Linked DNA regions of Pan troglodytes: region 2 is linked to region 1. Evidence: chromatin contacts called from public HiChIP or PLAC-seq data. All regions are on one chromosome and are shown on one strand. The core of a region is the stretch at or near the end of the contact, and the rest is flanking DNA. Distances in the headings are between cores, read along the strand shown.

Evidence for each region. HiChIP or PLAC-seq counts read pairs in DNA pulled down with a chosen protein or histone mark.
Region 2: an H3K4me3 HiChIP or PLAC-seq map of stem cell-derived excitatory neurons shows a contact between it and region 1, with 2.4 times the contacts expected there. The contact joins the promoter of ANKS1A here to the promoter of SNRPC in region 1. A contact is called at or near these places in 1 of 7 Hi-C or Micro-C datasets (stem cell-derived neural progenitor cells) and 1 of 1 datasets of contacts at active chromatin or transcription factors (stem cell-derived excitatory neurons).

The regions. Positions count from the first base shown.
Region 1 is chr5:40,629,564-40,634,008 of NHGRI_mPanTro3-v2.0_pri, reverse strand. It overlaps SNRPC (small nuclear ribonucleoprotein polypeptide C), which reads right to left and starts at 2,010. Exons shown (of 6, transcript XM_001171894.8): 1 at 1,539-2,010; 2 at 1,133-1,175. The coding sequence starts at 1,546. LOC129144241 (a long non-coding RNA gene) reads left to right here and starts at 1,897. Exons shown (of 3, transcript XR_010157687.1): 1 at 1,897-1,991; 2 at 2,859-2,977.
Region 2 is chr5:40,760,951-40,765,348 of NHGRI_mPanTro3-v2.0_pri, reverse strand. It overlaps ANKS1A (ankyrin repeat and sterile alpha motif domain containing 1A), which reads right to left and starts at 2,551. Exons shown (of 24, transcript XM_518420.8): 1 at 2,207-2,551. The coding sequence starts at 2,403. It overlaps TAF11 (TATA-box binding protein associated factor 11), which reads left to right and starts at 3,701. Exons shown (of 5, transcript XM_054685716.2): 1 at 3,701-4,019. The coding sequence starts at 3,708. It overlaps LOC134810196 (a long non-coding RNA gene), which reads right to left. Exons shown (of 3, transcript XR_010157690.1): 2 at 4,129-4,398; 3 at 3,633-4,043.

The DNA.
Region 1 (4,445 bases), core at 761-3,260:
AATACTTAAAGGTGGTTCTGATTAGATTGTGACATTAATTAACGTGGGTTTTCTTTTTTTTTTTTTTTTTTTGAGACGGAGTCTCGCTCTGTTGCCCAGGCTGGAGTGCAGTGGCGGGATCTCGGCTCACTGCAAGCTCTGCCTCCGAGGTTCACGCCATTCTCCTGCCTCAGCCTCCCGAGTAGCTGGGACTATAGAGTCGCCCGCCACCGCGCCCAGCTAATTTTTTGTATTTTTAGTAGAGACGGGGTTTCACCGTGGTCTCGATCTCCTGACCTCGTGATCCGCCCGCCTCGGCCTCCCAAGGGTTTTCATTACATAATCAAATGTGTCTACATTTGAACCCTGGCACTAACTCAAGTCAATCAACATTTTCCAAATAACCAATGCACATTACAAAATCATGCATGGTAAAAGATCCACTCAAGTGCTCTTAAGATAGACCACTAAATTTTTTTTAAGAGACCGGGTTGGCTGGGCATGGTGGCTCACACCTGTAATCCCAGCACTTTGGGAGGCCGAGGAGGACAGATCGCCTGAGTTCAGGAGTTCGAGACCAGCCTGACCAACATGGAGAAACCCCATCTCTCCTAAAAATTCAAAATTAGCCGGGCGTGGCGGCCCATGCCTGTAATCCCAGCTACTCGGGAGGCTGAGGCAGGAGAATCGCTTAAACCCGGGAGGAGCAGGTTGCAGTGAGCCGAGATTGCGCCACTGCACTCCAGCCTGGGCAACAAGAGCGAAACTCCGTTTCAAAAAAAAAAAAAGTACTAACAAAACATTCTACTTTAACTGTTGTTATTATTTGATAAGCAGCTTTTTTTGTTTTGTTGTCCAGGCTGGAGTGCAGTGCCTGATCATGCCTCACTGCAGCCTGGACCTCAAGCAATTCTCTCACCTCATCCTCTTGTGTATCTGGGACTGCAGGCACACCACCATGTCTGACTTGTTAAGCAGTTTTTAATTAAAGTTACTGAAGGGTGGGAAAATAACCTCCAATTATTTTCTTCAAGGAGTAGACCTTAAACCTCAGCAGGTGGGAAAGCACAACTTGCAACTTAAAAAAAACACAAAACTCATTTAATTATTACACATAAGGCTTTTTGAAACTATGAATAGATATGCCACTTACAGAGTCATGGGTGAGGTATGTATCGCAGTAGTCACAATAAAACCTGAAAAGAGGTGAAAGGAAGAGAAAAAGAAGATGACAACCACTGAGATGCCCATCCACGGAAGTGCTGTTCATGTAAGATAAAAACAAAACAAACAAACAAAACAAAAAGCCAGACCGCCTCACGACTCAAAAGCGTCAAAGCGTCGACACATAAACCAGGCTTTTTTTTGTTGCCTTAAGCGGGATCCACCTGCACTCTAAAATGGGGTGTCTAGCACTCTCCATCTCCCTGCCTCCGTCCACCCGGCCAAGATACTCTCCCATCCCTCGAGGTTTCAGAAACCAGAACCCGCTCTCCGCTCCTGCATGGGGGCCACAGCTAGTGACTACGATCACCCTCAGATTCCGGGGCCCCACTCACTTGGGCATGTTGCTCTGCAGGCCGTTGGCCACTCCGTTACGTGACGCCCGGAAATGACGCGCACAGCCAGCGACGACACCGCGGAACCCCACGAGACTAGCATGAAGATTTCCGAAGCCCTCGCCTCCAGCAGCCGAGCGAGGGGCGGGGCTTTTCCTTTTCTTCCTTTCATCTATAGGATGGCGGGAAGGAGGAGTACTACGGGCCGCTACGAGGTTCAATCCAAGCTCACTTAATCTTGTTTGTCGGTGCTTCCGGAAGAGCGTATTTAATCTTTCTATAAATATTTAATGATTCTCTGCTACGCGCCTGGAGCTGCTATAAATGCTGAAAAAACAGCAGTGAACAAAACAGATAAGAATTCTTGTCCTCGTGGGGTTGAGATTCTAGTGGAACAAGACAGATATTAAAACCAACAGGAGCCGGCGCCGTGGCTCGCGCCTGGAATGTCAGGTACTCCCGACGCTGAGACGGGAGGATCACGTGAGCCCAGGAGTTGGACACCAGCCCTGGGCAACATAGCGAAACTCTTGTCTCTACAAAAAATTTAAAAACTAGCCAGACTTTGGCCCGGCGCGGTGGGTCACGCGTGTAATCCCAGCACTTTGGGAGGCCGAGGCGGGCGGATCGCCTGAGGTCAGGAGTTCGAGATACGCCCGGCCAACCTGGTGAAACCCGGTCTCTACTAAAAATACAAAAGTTAGCTGGGCGTGGTGGCGGGCCCCTGTAATCCCAGCTACTCGGGAGGCTGAGGCAGGAGAATGGCTTGAACCCGGGAGGCGGAGGTTTCGGTGAGCCGAGATCGCACCATTGCACTCCAACCTGGGCGACAGAGCGAGACTCCGTATCAAAAAAAAAAAAATTGGACGTGATAGCGCCCGCCTGTGGTCTCAGCTAGCTACTCAGGAGACTGAGATGGGAGGATCGCTTGAACCCAGGAGGTCGTGGCTATAGTGAGTCGTGATCGCACCACTGCACTCCAGGCTGGGTGACAGAGTGGTACCCTGTCTCAAAAAAATGGTAAATATTTATAGTAGTGGGTTAGGTGGAGCAAAGCGAAGCAGGGAAGAGGGGAGTCCAACTTTACAGAGGATAGAGAAAGGTTGTCTCGTCTTTTTTAAATTTATTTTTGTTTTTGTTTTGTTTTGTTTTTTGGGACGGAGTCTCACTCTGTCGCTCAGGCTGGAGTGCAGTGGTGCTATCTCGGTTCACTGCAAGCTCCACCTCCCGGGTTCACGCCATTCTCCTGCTTCAGCCTCCCGAGTAGCTGGGATTACAGGCGCATGCCACCACGCCCGGCTAATTTTTTTGTATTTTTAGTAGAGACGGGGTTTCACCGTGTTAACCAGGATGGTCTTCAACTCCTGACCTCAAGTAATCTGCCCGCCTCGGCCTCCCGAAGTGCTGGGATTACAGGCGTGAGCCACCGCGCCCGGCAGGTAATAATTATTGTAGGATTCAAGGAAGAATTACATGTGAAGATCCTTGTAAGTGTTTAATACAATATACACACTAACCCCTCCACAAAAGGTAATTATTACATAGGAGAAAATTGATAGAAGTAACTTGTCCACAGATACCACCTGTTCTAGCAATAAGGCCAAACTTCCAGCCTGGTCTGTCAGACTCCAAAATGGCCTTCCTCCTTTTAGAAAAGGGAAATATTAGCAAGCGTTGGGACCTGAGGAGAGGGAGTTTTTGTTTTTGTTCTTCTACCCTATGTTCTCTGATGGTAGAATTGCAACCAAATAATAATAATAATTGCTAGTTTATTTGAATGTTTACTATGTCATAGGTTCTTTAAATGCATTGATTTACTTAATCCGTTCAACAACCCTATTTATTCACATTTCAGATGAGGAAACTGACCTTTAGAAAGAGTAAGTACCACAAAGATTACTTCCTGGTCCTAAGGGGTAAGTTAACTGTGCCCCGGCTCTTACCACCATAACACCGTGGTAAATCTTAACATAATGGCAGAACAACCAGATATTATGTGTCTCCTGCTGGGATGACAATATTAAGTAGCTACCATCAACTATGACTTTTTTTTTTTTTTTTTGAGAGAGGGTCTCGCCCTGTTGCCCAGGCTGGAATGCAGTGGTTCTATCACAGCTCACTTCAGCCTCAACCTCCCGGGATCAAGCAATCCTCCCTCTTCACCTTCCAAGTACCTGGGACTACAGGCACCTGACACCATACCCTTGTTAATTTTTTTAATTTTTTGCAGAAAAAGGGTCTCAAACTCCTGACTTCAAGCAATTTCCCACCTCAGCCTCCCAAAGTTCTGGGATTACATGTGTTAGCCTCTATACCCAACAACTATGACATATCATAAAAAAATGTTTAGTAGCCACAAAAATTAAAAATAATTTTAAAAAAATGTTTAACTTAGATCTAATCAAGTTAACAGGATAGGCTATAGGATCAGCTAAAGGAAAGCAAAAGGCAGCAAACAAATTCTGGCAGTAGGATGTTGTAAGGACAACTGGCCTCTTTCCTTCACTAATTTAGGAAAAGGTATTTTTCTAAATTTAAATATTAAGAGACATAACAACCAGATGTAGTGTATCATCTACATCTAGATCCTAGTTTGGACAAACCAGCTATAAAGGACATTTTGCAGAAAATGCCTGGGTCTTGATGTTGCATTTCCAGAAACCCACCTTTGTCCAGGTACCTTCAGTTGATTTTCCTCAAGGGAATGGATTCATCAGTTATGTTGTTTATTTTGTTTTGGTTTTTGGTTTTTTCTGAGATACGTTCTCACTCTGTCACCCAGGCTGGAGTGCAGTGGCACTGTCTCGGCTCACTGCAACCTCCGCTTCCTGGGTTCAAGAGATTCTCATGCCTCAGCCTCCCAAGTAGCTGGGATTACAGGTGTGTGCCACCATGCCCGGCTCATTT
Region 2 (4,398 bases), core at 1,302-3,801, 130 kb before region 1:
GCGCTTGCCTGTAGTCCCAGCTACTTGGGAGGCTGAGGCAGGAGAATCGCTTGAACCCAGGAAGGCGAAGGTTGCAGTGAGCTGAGATACTGCCACTGCACTCCAGACTGTGGACAGAGCGAGACTCCGTCTCCAAAAAAAAAAAAAAAAGAATAATTTGACCTGTGCTTGAGGGTGGGAGATATGAGAAACTTCTCACTTTAGCAGGATATGCTGAGGGTTAAGATATCTCTGGAAAATCTCCAAATGCTATGTCATCAACTCATTAAAGACAGAGGCATCTCCAAACCTGTACAGTCTTGTCACCTCTCAGACATCAGAACTGCAGAGTGGCAAATCCAGATTCAAAACCCAATTCATGCATTCACTGTACATTTATTAAACACCTGTAAGTTGTCAGGCACTGATCTAGGGACTGAGAATATAAACATGATATATGGAAGTATACCCATCCATTATTATTTACCTTTATTATGCCCAACCTCTCAAGGGTGCAGGCAGGAAGTTCTTCTCCTGTTGCCTAAGGAGCACCAAATAAGTTTCCATTCTCATTTCTGTGCCTCTGATCATGGGGTACCCACCTGAAACATGCCCATCATAACTCACCTACCCAAATCCTCACATCCTTCAAGGCCAGCTTAAGTCTCCCTCCTTTTGGAAGCCCTGACTTCCACTCCATCCCTAAATGATGTCTCTGTTCTCTGAGCTGCTAGCAATTACAGGGAGTAATACCATCCACCATCCATTTATTTAGAAATTTATTGTCCTGCAACTGATACTTTTATTTCTTCAACAAATCTTAAGTACCTACTTATATTGCTTTTTAAAATCTTCCTGTAAAGACCTGGGTTGGTACTCAGTGCTTAATATCTATTAATAACAATTTATTAGCGCCTTAGGCTTATATGGTCCAAGCTCACTCAAACTGAAGTTACATAAAGTAATGGGGAACAAAAGCTAACGAAGGCATTTCTAAATGAACTTCCACTTCTTAAAAACCTCAAAAGAACAAGGAAGGAAAAAGAAATCAGGCTATGAAAGCGCTGCTGAACTAACACATTTAACTCACACTAACAAAGCACCTCCAATCCCCCTTCGAAGCCACACAAAACTGATGTTTTCCCCTCGGTCCTTACAGCTCCAGATTGAAGCGTTTAACAACAGACCTTGGAAAAGTTTACAGCATCCTTCGGTTTCCTAAACAAGTCTCTCTGCCTTTATTTCTAGATGAATAAGCCCCTGGATGAATCCTGCATATGCCACTTAGACTAATCCAATGAGGTTCACTACAAGGAACTACAATTTGAACTTCAAGCACAAGAGAGGCTCAAAGACGAACATCTTGAAAATGATACATCCAGAGGCAATTTTAATAAAACAAAAACGAGGGGCCAGGCGCGGTGGCTCACGCCTGTAATCCCAGCGCTTTGGGAAGCCGAGGCGGGCGGTTCCTGAGGTCAAGAGTTCGAGACCAGCCTGGCCAATATGGTGAAACCCCGTCTCTACTAAAAATACAAAAATTAGCCGGGTGTCGTGGCGGGCGCCTGTAATCCCAGCTACTTGGGAGGCAGAGGCAGGAGAATCGCTTGAACCCGGGAGGCGGAGGTTGCAGTGAGCCGAGATCGCGCCACTGCACTCCAGCCTGGCTGACAGAACAAGTCTCCGTCTCGAGGGAAAAAAAAAAATAAAGCGAGGTCCTGTGTAGCCTGGTGGAAGGTTCCAAGTTCCTCAGAGAAGAAAATCAATAGAATTTCCTCCAGAGGAGCCTCGAGATTCTACAAGGCGTAGGAGTTTCTGCAGGAGGTGAGGGAGATCTCATATATATATATATATATATATATATATATATATATATATATATATGATATACATATTTGCTCTTAATTGGCTTTTGTGAGCCACGATAGCTGGCACCCTGTAGCGAGCGAGGGTGAACCCTGGCTGTGCCATGCGGCGGAGGCTGCCACCTGGGCACTCCCATTCTTCGCAGCCGGGTCAGAACGGGAGACCAGGCGAGCCCGGAGCAGCGTGGACTCGGACCCGCGCGCCCTCCGGTACCCTGGCCCGCGGGCCGCCTGCCTCGCCCCGGGCACGCCACAAGCCCACCCCGCCCGAGTCTCAGGACCCCCGATCTCTCTGGGGACCCAAGAGACGGGTGGGGGAGAAAGGGTCTGCAGGCAGCGGCCCGGCCCCGGCGCGTACCCACCTGAGCAGACTGGAGAGGGGGTGGCTGGAAGAGCCGAGGCCGCCGCCGCCGCCGCCGCTGCCGCCGCCGCCGCCCCCAGAGCCACCGCCGCCGCCGCCCCCAAAGCCTGAGGAGAGCCGCTTCCCGGACAGCAGCTTCTCCACCGCCGGGAGGTGCCCGGTGCGGGCCGCCTCCAGCAGCTCCTGCTCCTTCCCCATCCCCAGGGCCGCCACCCGCTGGACCCCCTCCCCAAGGCTGCAGCCGAGCCTGCTCGGGCTCCCAAACTTTCCGTCTCCGGGCAACGCACCCCCCAAACCGGCTGGGGACACCACCCCCTCCCTGCCTTTTCCCCACGAGCGCGTCACTTCCGGGATCCGGCGTCACGCGTCACCGCGCCCCCGCGCCCCGCCCCCTAGCTCACCTAGCTGGGCGGGGCTCCGCGGACCAGCGCAGGTGGACTTTGCTGTGCCGAGACACGCCTCTCGGGGCATGGAGACAGCGCCTTGTGGGCCCCCATTATGCAGGTGGAAAGGGACAAACAGGCCCACCTGTACGCGCCTCCCGAAGTGCGCTCCTTCCCCAAAGGTTTTGGGAGCTCCTGGGACAGGAAATACGGTAATTCATCCAGGCAGCGTAGAAACAAAGAGATAAATGTAACGCGCACCTACATTTCCAAGTCCATTCTTTCAGCACGCATAAATTAAATATGTAATAGGTGCGGGGACCTAGTCATACCCAGGTGAATAAAACGCCCTCCCCCTCGTATCTCAATGAGGGAAGAGAAGAAAATTTTAAAACAGAAATATCCTCACCACTTCATCCTCCCAGTACGTGAACTAGTTCATTAAAGTGAACCGTTCAAAGGAGACACCTTCCTCTCTTTAGGCTTTCCTCTCAGTTTTAATGAGATTAACCAAACTGATAGAAAAGTGTCAGACTTGTAAAAACAAACCTCAATCTTCAGTACTGGCGAACTGAAAAAAATCATTTAATTGGGTAGAAACTATGTGTGTTTTGTTCCCTGGTACTAGCACTGTTTCTAAATCGAAGTACGCAGTCAATAGTTGTGGATGAATAAATGAATTGGATAAATTCTGCTCAAGCTATATGACTTTTTGTTGTTAAGGTGCTTGCGGAATGGAGGGGAAATGCTAGCAATTCTATGTACACACAGGCCCGCGGTTTCGGGCCAGTTGAAATATACAAGGTTGAGTCCTTGCCTGAAAGTTTACCAATCCCGGGGAGCCTCATTCCACGACACCGCCATACAACGGAACTGAGTTTTCTCCCAGTCCCCCAACTTTACTCTGAGGGGTTAACGAAGGGATTAACTGACATTGCATTTTTAGACAGGCGAAAAGGAAAAAGTTATTTAGTAAACAAAACTGCGCTCCTTCACAAGTGCTGGTTTCCTAGCGAGGAGGATCCATAGTCTGAGCTCTTTACGTCCAATTTTCCCGCTTCCTACTGTCGCCAAACCAAAGTTAAAATGAGTCCTCTAGTCCTCTACGCGCGCCTCAAAATGACCCCTCAGGAGAGCGGTAGGGGTGATGTCATCGCTGCGCGACGACAGGAAGTAAGATCCTGGCCTGTGCAGCTCGGGGTTCCGAGCTTCTGCCTCAGGCATCTCCGCGATCTCCTCTCCCCTCCAATCCTATCCGTGATGGACGATGCCCACGAGTCGCCCTCCGACAAAGGTGGAGAGACAGGGGAGTCGGATGAGACGGCCGCTGTGCCCGGGGACCCGGGGGCTACCGACACCGATGGAATCCCAGAGGAAACTGACGGAGACGCAGATGCGGACTTGAAAGAAGCTGCAGCGGAGGAAGGCGAGGTAGGAAGAGATGTACTGATGAGGCTGAAGGAATACCCAGAGATTGTGTTACTGGCTGCTCGCCGGGCTTCTGGTTAGTCCCTCCCAAGTTACGAGAACTCGAACTCACCAGAATTCCCTCCAGATCGTTAATCTTGAGGGGGAAGAGAGGGGACGACCAAACAAAACTCCAGTGCTGGTTCGGTTCCAGAGGCTCAAGCACTGTTAATATTTTTAGTCTTGTCTTTAGGGATTAAAGCTACTTCTAAGGGAGTTTTAATAGCCCGTTGGCTTTGGTGGTGAGGAAATTGGGATCCAATGTCACACTGAGACGTAGTGCAAGAGCTAAAACCCAGGATTCGTAGCACCCCTTTCACCGCAATATGGTTCCTCTTAGATG